2 separate regions of the Mus musculus genome follow, and region 1 is linked to region 2. The links are chromatin contacts, called in public promoter capture Hi-C maps. All regions are on one chromosome and are shown on one strand. Each heading gives the region's core, a stretch centred on a gene start, on an enhancer-like site or on the middle of the called end of the contact. The rest is flanking DNA. Distances are from core to core; before and after follow the strand shown. Region 1 holds the start of Defb47 (defensin beta 47). Region 2 holds the start of Sacs (sacsin).

Region 1 (7,001 bases), core at 2,810-5,309, 1.9 Mb before region 2:
AAAAAATTCATCTTTCTAGATATGACTAGAATTGTGTCAAGTTGAAAAAAACCAACCAGCCCAGATTGTCATGTACCTAAAGCAGTGTACAGAGTATAAAAGGGTGATCTTACATTTCAGTATTGTGCATATGCACAGAAATTTGAGACTGTCAGTGAATAAAGACATGCCTTTTTTTTTTTAAATATCTTCCCTTGTGGAAGATAAAAAGGGGTTGCCTTTTGTTTTGTTTTATTTTTGTTTTTGTTTTTCGATACAGGGTTTCTCTGTAGCCCTGGCTGTCCTGGAACTCACTTTGTAGACCAGGCTGGCCTCGAACTCAGAAATCCGCCTGCCTCTGCCTCCCAAATGCTGGGATTAAAGGCATGCGCCTTCATGCCCTGGTTGGCTCTTGATGGTAAGGATTCATCGTATCTTTTAGCTATTTTTATTAATAAATTGCATGTGTCTGTCTTGATTTTTTAAACTGTCATAGTTATAAAGGGAGGAGCACACACTCTCTAATCACAGTGGTACGCATTTATACATCTCATTTTGGCATATTTATGATGTATCTGATTTGTCCATAATTGTTATACCTGTGCAAACATTATTACCATGCAAAACCATGTGTGTTATTATATATTCTAGCCTAAAAGATGTTCTGTCATGTTTTAAAATTACACAGATCAACTACTCCTTTATGTTAAGAGATGTAGGGAAATTTTAAAGTTATTTTCTTCCAGAATTATTCTTTAAGATTTTTTTTTATCTTTTGAGATAGATGTTAAAGATAAATGTAATTGTTTTAGATTTTAAGAATTTAGATCATGCCATTTGAAGTTGTGTTTGGGAGAGGGAGTAAGGACCCTAGTCTAACTCTCAGGAGCACTGTCAGTCAGGTCACATGATTGATAAACTTCTACCCATTACTAATTTCTGGTAGATTTTTAAAAGGCTTGCAGTGACCAGGAAGTACGGACGCAGGATATTTATTTGCAGGCAAGGGAGAAGGTGAGTGTAGTAAGCAGAACTCTGCAGAGCTCGTCCATGTTTTCTGGAGTTTGAAGGGCTTATCATGTTCTTCCCTCTAAGGAGACTTTCCTTTGGGAACGGGTGTTGGGTAGGGTTCAAACACCCACCACTTCCTACAACACTTCTTCACGTCGTTACATACGCCAATAGTATCGTCTGAGGATGTGCACGCTAGGTCTTTGCATATTCCTTTCAACGAAATGCACTGCTTTTCCCCTGGGACAAGGCCAGCCTTTCCTGCACAGAAAGGAATTAGACAACACTGTTAATTCACTTTCAAAGTACTGTAAATGTGCCCAAAGCCACAATCCTAGAAAATGGCTCTGGAATGGGAGACATAATACTGACTACACAGAGAGCCCAAATGCTTACACAGAAATAGTGTACCCTCTTTTTTGGCAATGGGGGGGGTGCGTTAAGCGTTTGGGATTAGATACACCTTGGAGTGAGCGTGCTAACTTGTGAGGTTTCAGAGATGTGGTCCTCCTCCTAGCAGCACACTTTGAATGCATGGAGTATTACTGTTACCATGATGGAGAAGGCGTCTTTGGAACTTCAGCGGACAAGCATCAATACATCTACCCAGGAGCAGTTTGAACAGCAGGACTCATCCCGTGCTCACAGCATCCTCATCAGATGCAGATGCTCTCATCTCCAACTTTATAGAAAATCAGTCCTTTCTTCTGCTTCCACCCCCCCCCCCTTCAGAACTGTGTAAGAAACATGCTTATTGAGTTACTCCACGTCTTTTGTGTCTACATGCTTGGAGAGACTTCTCAGAGCTGCAAGTTTTCCTCAAGTATGTCCACATGTTTTCTTAGTTCTTTTGGCTGTTAAGGAGAGCATAGCTAAGGCCACATGTCAGTGCCTTTCTAGCACCAAGAAGGTTCATGACTTCCACAGGTGATGACAGGCTTCTGCAATGGTCCTCAGTAAAAGTAGACTCGGTGGTTTTAAAACAAAGCTCATGATGTTAGGAGAGGGAAAAAAAGGTGGGGGGGATAGAAGATTGGAAAGAGGGATTAGGGGGTGGGTTTGATCAAAAGATATTATATGTGTGCATTAAATTCTTAAACAATAAAAAATAAAAGTAAGATTCTTTGATCTTTTCCTGTCTTGGGCTCACAAAAGACCTGGTCATGTCACATGCTCCCCTCCACTGAGGACCTGCGGGACTTTGATTTACTCCATCCTCACAGTGTAACCCGTTTGAGAGGAGCAAAGGAAGGCTTGCTTGCTCTGGAGGGGCCAGGGATCCTGACTTGCAATGCAGGTCTCTCTCTGAGTTCCCTGTGACCTCTGCAGGAGGCTAGCTCTCTCCTTGTCCTAAACAGCCTCTCCTTACTCTTTTTATTATGATAAGAAGCCTTACCATAAGGCCCAACCTCTTCACCTTTTTAAGAGCTAAAGACATGAGGTTTTAGAATTCACCTATAAAACGTATTCATTAAATGGTTTAACTGGATTTTTATATCAAACTCTCCAGTCCTTCTTCTCCCACCCTCACCTCCCGGGCCTGATAACCACCATTTGTACTACCTATTCTTTTATTTTAGATCCTTGTATAAGTGGAATAACATACCTATTTCATTTCACATCCTTAGTAGCATCCCTGGTTCTTCAATGCTGTCATACATGGCAAAACAAAAACAAAAACAAAAAACAAAACAAAAACCAAAAACCAAAAACCAAAAAACAACCCCCCCAAAACAACAACAACAACCAAACACACACACACACACACACACACACACACACACACACACACACACACACACACAAACCCTCCGTAGTTTCCTCAGAGAAACTACTTAAGAGGTCTAGAGGGGAAAGTCTGAGGTCTAGAGGGGAAAGTCTGGTAGAAACCAGTTAGCATTTTTATGTCTGTGTGGACTGGTGAAAATAACAAGGACCCAGAGGAAGGGAAATGTGGTTTAGTGCTGCAACCACATGGGTGATCTTAGTACAACCATAGTCTTCATGTAAGTATGAGTTCTGTTATCCAGAGCGGCCACTAGCGTAACTTCCTATTTTACATCACAGGTCCCTGCAAGTCTGTCCACTGCAGCCAAACTTTCTGACTACAGCTGAGAAGTGAATGGAGGATTGGATCGTCTCCTTTGTGAGAGCACAGCTATGTGCCAGGTAGATAATGAGGATGCTCATAAACTAGACTCAAGTTCACTAGTGGGAGCCTTTGGCTGTGCTCAAAAGAATCTCAGAGATGAACCAAGAAGGGCTCTCTCAGTGAGGACAGACAGTAGTTTGAGAGATGTGGGCATCCTGCAGGTGGTGAGCCGGGCTTTCACTACTGTCCAGTCCTCTGCTCCTGAAGTATACCCAGCAAGCCCCCTTTCTTCTAAAAAGTAGTGGGGAAAAGATTTGTATAAGGTTCTCACCAGGTTCTGCATGGAACAGTCAGAGAGGGCTGGTGTGGTTTGCCCTTGATTCTAGATTCTAACATTCAGATGCATGAACTGTGGGTCTCAGGGACGCGGCCTTCACTGAAGCTTCCCGTTGTCTTTACTTTCCCCATAATCCCCCTGCTCCCCTGTTTTTCATTTGTTTCTAGTACTTACATACACTTCTCACCAATCAACTCTGTATACCTCCATCCCCTCAGCGATATAAACTAATCTTTACTCTCTTTGGAGAGTGAGATGCTGACGGTAGCCCATTTCTTTTAAAGTATACCAACTTAAGCCTTACATCAAGTAGCTTTTCTCTCTATTTCTATTAATTGGGCTTCTCCTCTCCGTGGTGGGGTTCTTTGTCCCCATTTTATGTTGATGGGGGTCCTTGATTCCTTTCTCAATTGGGATGCCATCAGTTCTGAAGGTGTTGGACTTTGGGACACTCAAGTCTATGTCCTGACATCTGAGTTATTGGGGGAGAAAGCACACGTGTGCACCCCAGTAGACCTCCTAAGAAGTCCTGCTCCTGAAGTCATTTCCCACCTTACCTCTCAGCATCATCATCACAAAGAGGAAGAGGACAGGCAGGAAGGAACGGGATCGCATGGTCGAGTGGCCAGCAGTGTGGAAGGTGGTCGGTGCTGGTGAGGCTCGGGGGTTTTTATTCACTTCTGGGGGCCCGTGGTTCCTCCTGACCAGTGAAGCTTAACCTGCAAAGAAGGAAAACTGCTTTTGTGGGAGTATTTCCAAACCTTAGGGTTTCTAAATTTGGTGACAAATTAACCTAATAATAGAGAACCAGATGGTTAATGGTGTCCTTCTCCTTCCTGTGTGTTCTCAGTTTCACCAGTGGTACTACCGTTCACCGTCAGCCAGTTCTTTTTTTTGGAAAACACAGTTCATGATTAAATTTTTTACATGCCATATAACAATTACACCTGTTTGCTGAGAGCAGTGTTGTAATCAGCTCCATGTACACGGCATGTAATGGTCAAATTAGGATAATTGGCAACCTTCCTCCCTCAAACATGGCCAAGCACTTCCCCGCTAGTGTTTTGAACTGTATGATTAGACGTTACACATCTTGTTCTAATAACCCACTGAGTTCCCTTTGTGCTGCCTTGTATGCTCGTGGCGTGAGATTGTCCACTAGAGCATGGTCCACCTACCAGGGCCATGTATTTGGAAAAAAACAACAACAACAACAACAACTCTTCCTCTCCCAGAAGTTGTCCATAGCTTCTCAGATGTGGGGAGCTTGCGAGCCCTTTGTGCTGAAATATTAACTGGCTTGATCTGGTGCAGGTCTTATGCAGGCTGATCACAGATGTTGTGAGTTCATCAGGACAGTTACTGTCATATCCAGAAGAGATTGTTTTGCTCTGCTGTCTCCTGACTTCTGTCTCTTAGAATCTTACCTTCTTTTCTTCAATGCTTCCTGAGCGTGGTGAATGTGTGTGTGTGTGATACAGATGTCTTAATTGTGACTGACATTTCATAGTCAGTTATTCTCCACACTTTGACCAGTTGTGAGTTTAGGTCTGAAAGCTGCTCTAATCTATGGGTAGAGAGATGCATATTTAGAGGACGATATGATCGATACTTCGGTAGTTTCATCGAATGATTGCAGTAGGTTTACTACTGGAACCCATGAGCTCCCCAACTCTGGGTCTCTGGCCAGATTTACAGCACTGCTTGTGTTCTCTTCTTAGGAGTGGGCTTTAAATCAGAGCAGAAAACTATGGATAGCCCTCTAATGTTTTTAACACTATTGTGCCTATGGACCTGTCTTGCAACAACAACAAAAGATACACAAAGTTGGGAGTAGGTAGGAAGGGGAGGGGCAGAGAGGAGAGGAGGGTCTGGGAGTAGTTAGAGGGAAGAATAGTGGTGAATATGACTAAAACACATTGTATTTTAATATGTGTATGACATTCTCAAATATCAAGAAATATATATTAGAAGTAGTGCCTGCTGACCTTTCTCTCCTGCGCTTCTTCCTCTCACTGGTACTGTCTGTGTCTTGGCACCTTTCTCCACGTTCTCACGTCACCCATCCCTGCTCCAGCTGATGGCTAGTCCACTCTCCTCTCATTGTCAGCTTCTTTAAGCTTCCCTAACGAGTGAGGGCACGCTGCATCTGCATTTCTCTGCCTGGTTGATCTCACTTCATATGTTTCCTGATTCTACCCACGGTGTCACAGATGAAAACAATGTCCAGACACCTTTCAAGGGCTGCATGAGAGGGGAGCTCACTGGGATAAGTTGCCAGGTTAGGGGAGTGTGTACATCAAGGAGAGGAGCACACAGAGTGGGAGGATGTGTTTGTCTCCTGTGCTTGGCTTCACAGAACACTGTAACTAACCTCCTGCCCTACCCACATTCCTGACAGCGGGAGAATCTCATCCATTTTAAATGACTGGATGCTATTGTATTATATTCGTGATCAGGATATCACATTCTCTCCATCCCTCCAAAGATAGGTAAGTAGGTGTGCTCTGTTTCTTTCCTAATGTGAATCGTGTTCCAATGAACACATGGAGTGTAGACGGATCTTGAAAATACCATTGCATTTCCTTCTAGTTGTGCGACTGCTGGATCCCGTGGTTCTGTTGGTAACTCTGAGCAGCCTCACTCTGCTCCCTTCCCTGGCTGCACTGATCTCTATCCCCACTGGCTTTGTGTGAGTTCCTCCCCATCTCCACAGTGTCACTGGCTTTTGTGGGGTTTATATATATATACTTTTTGATAATAGCCACCCCAACTGTGGTGACAGGATGCCTTAATATGGACATAACTTGCATTTTCTGGGCACTTAGAATTTTTTCCATATACTTCTCGACTATTTGTATGCTTTCTTTTGAGAAAGGTCTATTCAAATAATTTTATTTTTTTAAGAAAAATTAGATTTTTCTCATTGTATACTGAGTTCCCAATATATTCTGAATATCAATTCCGCATCAGATAAATGGTGTGCAAACATTTTCTCGCAGTCAGTAGTTTGTCCCTTTGTTCTGCTGATTGCTTCCTCCCACGAGAAGGATTCTTGATAGTTTGCTGTTAGTCCATCTGTATATTTTCACTGCCTTGCCCTGGCTTCTGGAGTGTGATCAAAACAAAACAACAAACAAACAAACAAACAAACACATTGTCTATCCAGCTTGTTAAATTCTCTTCCGTTCTCTCTCAGGAGTTTACTGTTTCTGAGCTAGCACTTAGGTTGCTGTCCATGCTCAGTAGGAGATGGAGGTCATCCCATCATTGTGTGTGTGTGTGTGTGTGTGTGTGTGTATGTGTGTGTGTGTGTGTGTGTGTGTGTGTGTATGTGTGTATGTGTGTGTGTGTGTGTGTGTGTGTGTGTGTGTGTGTGTGTGATTGCTCCTCTGCTCCATGCTGCAAAAAGTTATCTTTGCTCCACTGCATTAAATTGATTTAACTTTCTGTGGTTCATACAGAAAATTACTTCATAGATGAGAAGAACACTCACACAATAGCCTCTTTTTTATTTAGAATGTAGACTGGGAAATAATTTGAAGTGTAGTGTTTAAAAGAAAAGGTCCTTTGAAGTGTTGA
Region 2 (7,048 bases), core at 4,247-6,746:
GTGCCCTGCGATGTCTGCGAGGGAATGAGGGTGGATACTCCTCCCGGCCAGCCGCTAAATCGGTCATTCATTTGACTCCGAAATCTGGAGCTTCTGTCCACTGTTGACATTAGCATCGTGTCTGTGCCGTGCGCGCCCTTGGTGCCTTCTCAGCAGAAATATCCTATTTTGGCAACCTGAGCTTCACAGCAAGGTTTGACACTGTGTGGCTTCATTTGGGGAGTAGGAAGAAAGACATGCCAGTTTCATTCACTAATTGATGCAGAAGTGTCTGTGAATTACGGCCGTTTGAAACAAACAGCCAGGGGTTCGGGTGTCAGGCACGGGAAGTAAACAGTGAGCCAGGATCCCTGGATCCAAGGCTGTGCTTCAGTAGAGGTAAGCAGTATGCAGAGCGGAGAAGACAAAAGGGGTCTAGGCTGCAATAAAGTGAACTGAAGCAGCGAGGTCAGCTAGGTCAAAGCCAACCTCCTAGAAACTACAACACAGACACCTGTCCGTTACCAAGGAAACGAGACAGGGCTTGGCATAGAAACATAACTAGAGCCACCTTATTGCTTTATCCTATATAGGGTTTCTGTTACATTGCAGAGCCTCTTGAATAGACTTGAAACACTTGAGACCCAGTGAAGCAAAGGTTGTATGGAGAGGACTTGGGTGGGATGCTGGGGTAGCCTCTCCTGAGGCCCTTCGCAATGCTGCCGTGCTTCTGGGCAGCCACAGCTCTCTGCATCTTAACCTATCAAAATAGCCTCCGTGTCCCCAGAAACAGTCAGTTAAGACATTTATAGCAAATAGGCATAGCACTCCACCTGCCCCCAGCCTGAGAGCCGGATACACATTTATCTGTGGATTAAACAAAAATCCATACCGCCAAACAAATTCTCAAGCAGTAAACACTGCTGGGCATGGTAAAAACTTACCTTTGGATGTTTTCCACGCAGTAGGAAGAAGCCAAAGGCAGACAGACTTCTAGCCCTCAGCCTCCACTGATCTACCAAGAAAGACTATACCCTATCCTCTCAGAGCAAAGCATGAGTCAGCAAAGATGAACAGGTTGAAACAGAATCTTTGCAAAGTGGAAAAGTCAGATGAACTCACCCTGTGAATCAACAGAGCAAGATCTAGCACAGTAGGCCCTGCCTGTGTCACCAGGGTCAGTACTGTGGGCCGTATGCTGGAGGACAGGTCATGGTCACCACAGCCAGATTTGGCCTCATATACCTGGGCAATCAAACGCAGAAATAAAATGTATTTACACCACCACCACGAGAAGCTAAAGGTGCAGTGTACTCAGTGTACACACAAGCACATTGAGATATCCACAGAACAGCCATGAAAACACTAAGGGTTTCCCCTGGGGTTCCGAAGCCCTTTGTGAGACCCAGGGCTTTCTCGTTTCTTTTGCTATCAGTTCCTCAAAGCTGTCTGACTCCTCTTTGGCTGTTTCAGGCTCTCGATCTCAGATACAGGAGGCACTCAACAGTGTGAACAATTTAGCGACTTGATGTACAAATTTCACCAGTGTGCATAAACTCTCATTCCCAGATCATAAGAACAAACATCTAGGTTTATACCTTGACTCAAGTTCAAGTTGATTCTATGATACGTAGAGATGACTGTGGTAGGCAGGGTCTTACACTGGCAAAAAAAAAAAAAAAAAAAAAAAAAAAAAAAAGTCCTGCCTACGTTCACAGATAAAAATTTATAAACATAACACACAAGCAAACTGTATGGCATGTGGATAATATCTTGGTAAAGCTGCTAAAAAGAACATTAAAATAAATATGGCTAAAATCTCCTAAATTTGGCAAGATTGATGCATATCATGTAGCTTTTAGAAGACACAAGAATTGGCTCATTGTTTTAAAAAGCGACCTTGCTGGAGAAGCCTACCCCGCGTCACCCACGTCACCATGCCAGGGGTTTGTGTGCTGATCTGTTCTCAGTCTCGTTTCAAAAGTAGGAAGCTGGAAGTGCCGAGAGGTTAAATGTCAGAATCACTATGATGAGACTCCACCTTTCTAACCCGGGTCTGTCTCAGAATAAGTCTATTCAGAGTCTTGGGCTGTTCTTAGATGGGTCTCTGAGGAATTTAATGACTTGTTGAACAAGTATGTTCTCCAGGACTAGACTTTTTCTAAAGCGGTCACCCAGCACAAGCCTGTAACAAAAACACTGATAAATAAAAATAAGCGTGTGGGGGTGGGGTGGGGGTGGGTTTGATGGGAAGGCGACATAGACTGAATAAAATTTACACACCGAGCTTCAAAATATAACAATTTAATATCTTTATGTGCAAAGCAGATTAACTATTGTTTAATCCAACAGTTAAATGGTTGCTTCTAAAAAAAAAATAAATGGTTGCTTCTGTGGGTTTGTAAGAGTTAGAAAATAAAAGTTATAAATATATATATACATACATATATACATATATACACATGTATGTATATATATATATATACATATATGTTTAACATGTATCATCATGTTAAACAAGGGGAAACACTTGTGTAGAAATGTCCACAAATCCCAGAGACCGATAATATTCACACGTGCGCTCCTTTCCAGTGCTCAGCAGTTTAATCAAATAAAGATACGCATGAAATTTAAGCTGCCATTCACTAGGTGCCTGACTGACTTCAAGCTTTTATCTTTTTGGAAGAAGTGAAAGGCCTAGCCTTTGTCTTCAGGCCTAGGTAAGAGACATGCAATACTATCAGAAGCAAAACAGAAGTCCGGATGCTACATTGCTATAAAAGAACTAACGATGGTTCTGCACAAAATGGGTGATCTGTGTGAGCTCTCAGGCTTCCAGTCACCCAAACTCCAAAGTGCAGTGGGAAGAACATGACAGCAAGAAGCAGAACTTGGGGCATGGGGTCTGAGAACTCGGCGATCTTCAGCAAGAAAAGCTACATTGAGTAGACCTCTCCATTCTCAAATAAGAATACACTGAGCTTCCACTCCCTTAATCTTGCATCTTCTAACCTACAGAGTGGGGCTATTAAATCATTTCTAATCTTGACCACACGAATGAAAAGTAATTTTTGATTGACTATTCTGAGGCAGTGAGCAGAGTCCAAAGAGAGCTGTCAAGATCTTATACTCAGGACTCTAAGGAAAGTCAAAGAGTCTCTCCCCAAACCTCTTATCTTAGCTCCGAGGATAAATGGTTTTCTGTTATGCACAAATAAAAGCCAACAGAGCTAAAGTCACATTTTTCTGGTTCCCAATCCAGTGCTTTGTCCAGTTTTTCTGTTTTCCTTCTCCCTCTGGGAAGGGTACAACATCTCCATCATAGACACTGAAGTCCAGTGCATGTTAAGTGAAGAGTTTAAGGGAAAATAGCAAAGAGAAAGGAGAAAGACAAAGTAGAGATTAAAAATAGTCACAGGATTGGCAATGTCTATAAAGAGTGAGTGGGCCGCCTGGCTGTCCAAGATCAAAATAGTAACGGGACTTGTTCTGATTTCCAATTTGGCACATTTAAGTACATTTAACTGTCCTGACTTGGACTCCTGGGGGACATGGCCAGTATAGTCATTGTTACTGCTACCATGATGTGTTTAGGGGAAGGTATGCAAGAGGAATCAGCCTCCCTTCCCCTCAGAGAACAGCCCTATGGCAGCAAGGAAGTTCTAGCTCCGCATTCATAGGCCAAAGGTATGAGAACATTTAGCCCAAAGCAAAGGCTGTTTAAGAGGCACTCAGCCAAAAGTACATTTATAAATTCAGTTTTTGAGGGAACACTAATAAATGAAGCTATTTGGTGTGTTTCATAGATTGAGTGAGTAGATGTATGTGTGGTTGGATGGATGGATAGATGGATGGATGGATGGATGGATGGATGGATGGATGGGGTGGAATGGGTTGGAAATGAGTCAAATACTCACTAGCAACACACTGCTTAGTCTAAGCTAGCTATCTTCACAAACATTTGATGTCTCAATGATACCACCATCATCTGAGCAATGACCATCAGTGTCTTGGACAGAAGAGAAACTGAGGCACCAATTGTTAGCGACTTCTAAGGGGCTGTGGCAGGAAGGTCCAGTTGAGCTGACATTTGAGCACAGGGCTGCTGAGGGCCAGTCCGGCCCAAAGCAAAGGACTCCTGTCAGCTGTCCTTGTTCTTCAAAAGCTGTGACTGAGCTTTTCTTCTGACAGGAAGAACGGGAAACATCGGAACAGCGGTCAACGGTTCTTACTGCTGCTCTCACAGGATGAGCACAACAGCAGGGACGCAGGAAGATGGTGTAAGCTAGCTTGCTTCCTTTGAAAGGGACTTAGACAGAGTCTTAAGGATCATGGGTGCGGGAGGGAGCAGCTTGGGCAGCCAAAAGCCAAAAGCCAAGGATAAAGAAGACAAGGGACCACACAGAATGGGGCTAACTGTCAAGGCAAAGGAAAGAGAGCTGGTTAGTCTTCCGCAACACTCAGGGGATGTGAACATGAGAACCTCACACTGTCCTAGTTCTTACCTGGCTGCCAGTGGGTGCTTGTAAAACTCGTCATAAGACAAATAAATGGGGGCTGATCGTGAATTACTTCTGTACTGGTTGGTGCAGGAGTAAAGAGACCAATATGGGGTTGTGGCAGCTTATGCTTGGAAAACACCTGGAACCAGCCCCCATCCTGGCTGGTTCAAATGGAAGAGGCTTTTTACCATTTTCAGAGACACAGGGAGTAAGATTAAAGCTAAAATTATCAGCATATCAGCCTCAAAGGCAATACTCCCCACTGACCTTGTTTTAAGAAAAACGCAGGCAAGCAAAAAAGGACAGCAGAGTAGGAGAGAACTTTGCTAAAATCACAGAACTCTTTCTAAGAATTTAATTATTTCCTGGAATGAAATGAAATAAGGAGAATTTTTTTTTGTCATAAGGCTTTCGAGTATTATTAAATAAGGTAACTGAGAACTGGCTGGTTGAGAATATGAGGTTAAAATTAGAGCGATTGCAGATTAAGTAATAAACTATTCTGAGAATGCCACTGTATAAATACCAATAGTCCGGACCCCACTCTGCATAACAGCAGCGAACCCATTATGACCACTCTCTGCAACTTGGAGTGGAAATTAAAAAGACAAAGCCTGCAGTCAGAGCCCCTCTGGAACTAAGATGAGGAGGTAGAGCGGGACCCACCCTACCCAAGGATGCCAAGGTAGCAACTCCTCACCCGTGCGCTGTGGCACTACACGCCAGAGCTGCTCTGTCTTCCTTGGGGGCGAAGATGCAGAGGACAGTGGTCCACGGCCCAGCTGGAGCAGCAGCAGCTGTAGCAGCGACCGCACCACCCGGCTCCAGCGGGTCGCAACGCCCGATGTAGCTGTTCCTAGACTAGACGCAGTCCGCAGTCCGAGGGACCCTCAGAGTCTCACGGTGGCCATCATCAACCTGGTTGTCCGGCCTTTGTGTGCCTTTTGTACCAACAACAAACAAGTCCCAGCCAGCGTTACTGCCACTGCATTCAGCGCAGGGCCGGGAGAGTGCGGCAGTCACAGCTCCCCCTACCTAGCTCACTGCTCTCTTTTTTTAAATTAAAGAGATAGCATATCAGCTTCAAAGAATGCCATAATGCCACACACCCAGTGTTGTGGATCACTGAGGTAAAAAGTCACGATGGGAGCTTTATTATTATTTTTGTTGTTTTCCAGAGATTAATTTTATGGAAGGCATACGGCTTAAAACAAAGTCATTCCCCATAGAAGGTTGGTGCTAGGGGCTTGGTATGGGCCTCCTCAGCCCCATAAAGAGTTCTGAATAGACTCTGCCCGGTCTGAAGACAGGAGGATTAAGCGCTCAAGATCAGCCGCCTTTACATAGTGAGTTCAAGGATAGCTGGTCTCAAAATGGATGAATGGATGGATGGATGACAGACAGGTGATAGCCATATGATAGTAACAGCAGCACATGCCCAGATAAAACAGCATACACAGTGCCTTTGTTCATTGTCATTGTGGACATGAGATTCCAAATAAGTATCAAAAAATCAAAAATTCACTCAAAATGTGCTGTGTGTTGTAAAATGTTCTACAGTTGCAATCTGATGCCAGTGTTAATTCAGTGTTTCTGTCAGTTTAGTAATGGGGACACTGAGGCAATAAACCAGGGCACGGCATCTCTACGGCACCAAGCTTTGTGTGCAGCCCCGGTCCTCTGCCCTTGCGTGGGCTGTGCTCTAGTTACAGCATCAGGACCAACATCCTCCAGCATCCTATGAATGGGGAGTGTACACCAGCTAGAGCTTCAGAAGATTGGAGGCTCCTGTTTGCTGCACCCTTGGGGAAATTACCTAATTCAGCTCAGCCATACAGGCTCCAATGATGTCCCTGGGGAGAGGCACCGACTTCAGAAAGGGCAATCCACTTTGTCTGCTTTGCTGTAGTCTCGCCCTTCCCAGGGGACCACTGAAGATACCAAATCTAATAGCATTTCTTCCACACCACAGACTCCTATTAGTCATCCCTCGGAATCCATGGGAATTGCTTTCTTGAAGCTGCCAAAACCCAAAGATGCTCAAGGTCCTGATCTTAAAAGGGCATTAGAGAGCTGTGTTTGGAATGGCACAGTGGGCAAGGCCACTTTTTGCACAAACATGAGTACCTTAGTTCAAATGCCTAGTACCTACAACAAGTGTTGTGGGGCCGTGTGCCATAGCTCAATAATGTTAAGACAGGTAGAGTTTTCTGTCTCCTGAAGTCTCCCAGATCAGTAAGAGACCCTGTCTCAAGGAGATAAGACAGAGGTCTCCCACTGGCTTTGGAGTACACTCCTGTAAATATATATATATATATATATATATATATATATATATATATATATATATACATACATACATATACACACACAGTGTTGGTGGGGTGTAAATAAATAAATAAATAAATAAATAAATATATAAATGCTGAGGTTGCTATGCTAAACTGCAGCCAGGAAGAGAACTAGGTCCTTTGTACAAGAGGGCTGCCCCGCTAGAGGCAACTCTAAGCTCAGAGAACAGTGAAATCCAGGAGGCTGGGAGGGGTACCGAAGGTTGGAAAGAGAAA

Evidence for each region. Promoter capture Hi-C pulls out the DNA fragments that hold promoters and counts their contacts.
Region 1: a contact with region 2 is called in a promoter capture Hi-C map of hematopoietic stem and progenitor cells, with 4 times the contacts expected there. The contact joins the promoter of Defb47 here to the promoter of Sacs in region 2. A contact is called at or near these places in 4 of 39 promoter capture datasets (hematopoietic stem and progenitor cells, hippocampal neurons, liver and 1 more).

The regions. Positions count from the first base shown.
Region 1 is chr14:62,995,135-63,002,135 of GRCm38.p6, reverse strand. Defb47 (defensin beta 47) reads right to left here and starts at 4,059. Exons shown (of 2, transcript NM_001039125.2): 1 at 3,977-4,059; 2 at 976-1,251. The coding sequence starts at 4,034. The coding sequence ends at 1,070.
Region 2 is chr14:61,136,905-61,143,952 of GRCm38.p6, reverse strand. Sacs (sacsin) reads right to left here and starts at 5,496. Exons shown (of 10, transcript NM_015788.2): 1 at 5,182-5,496.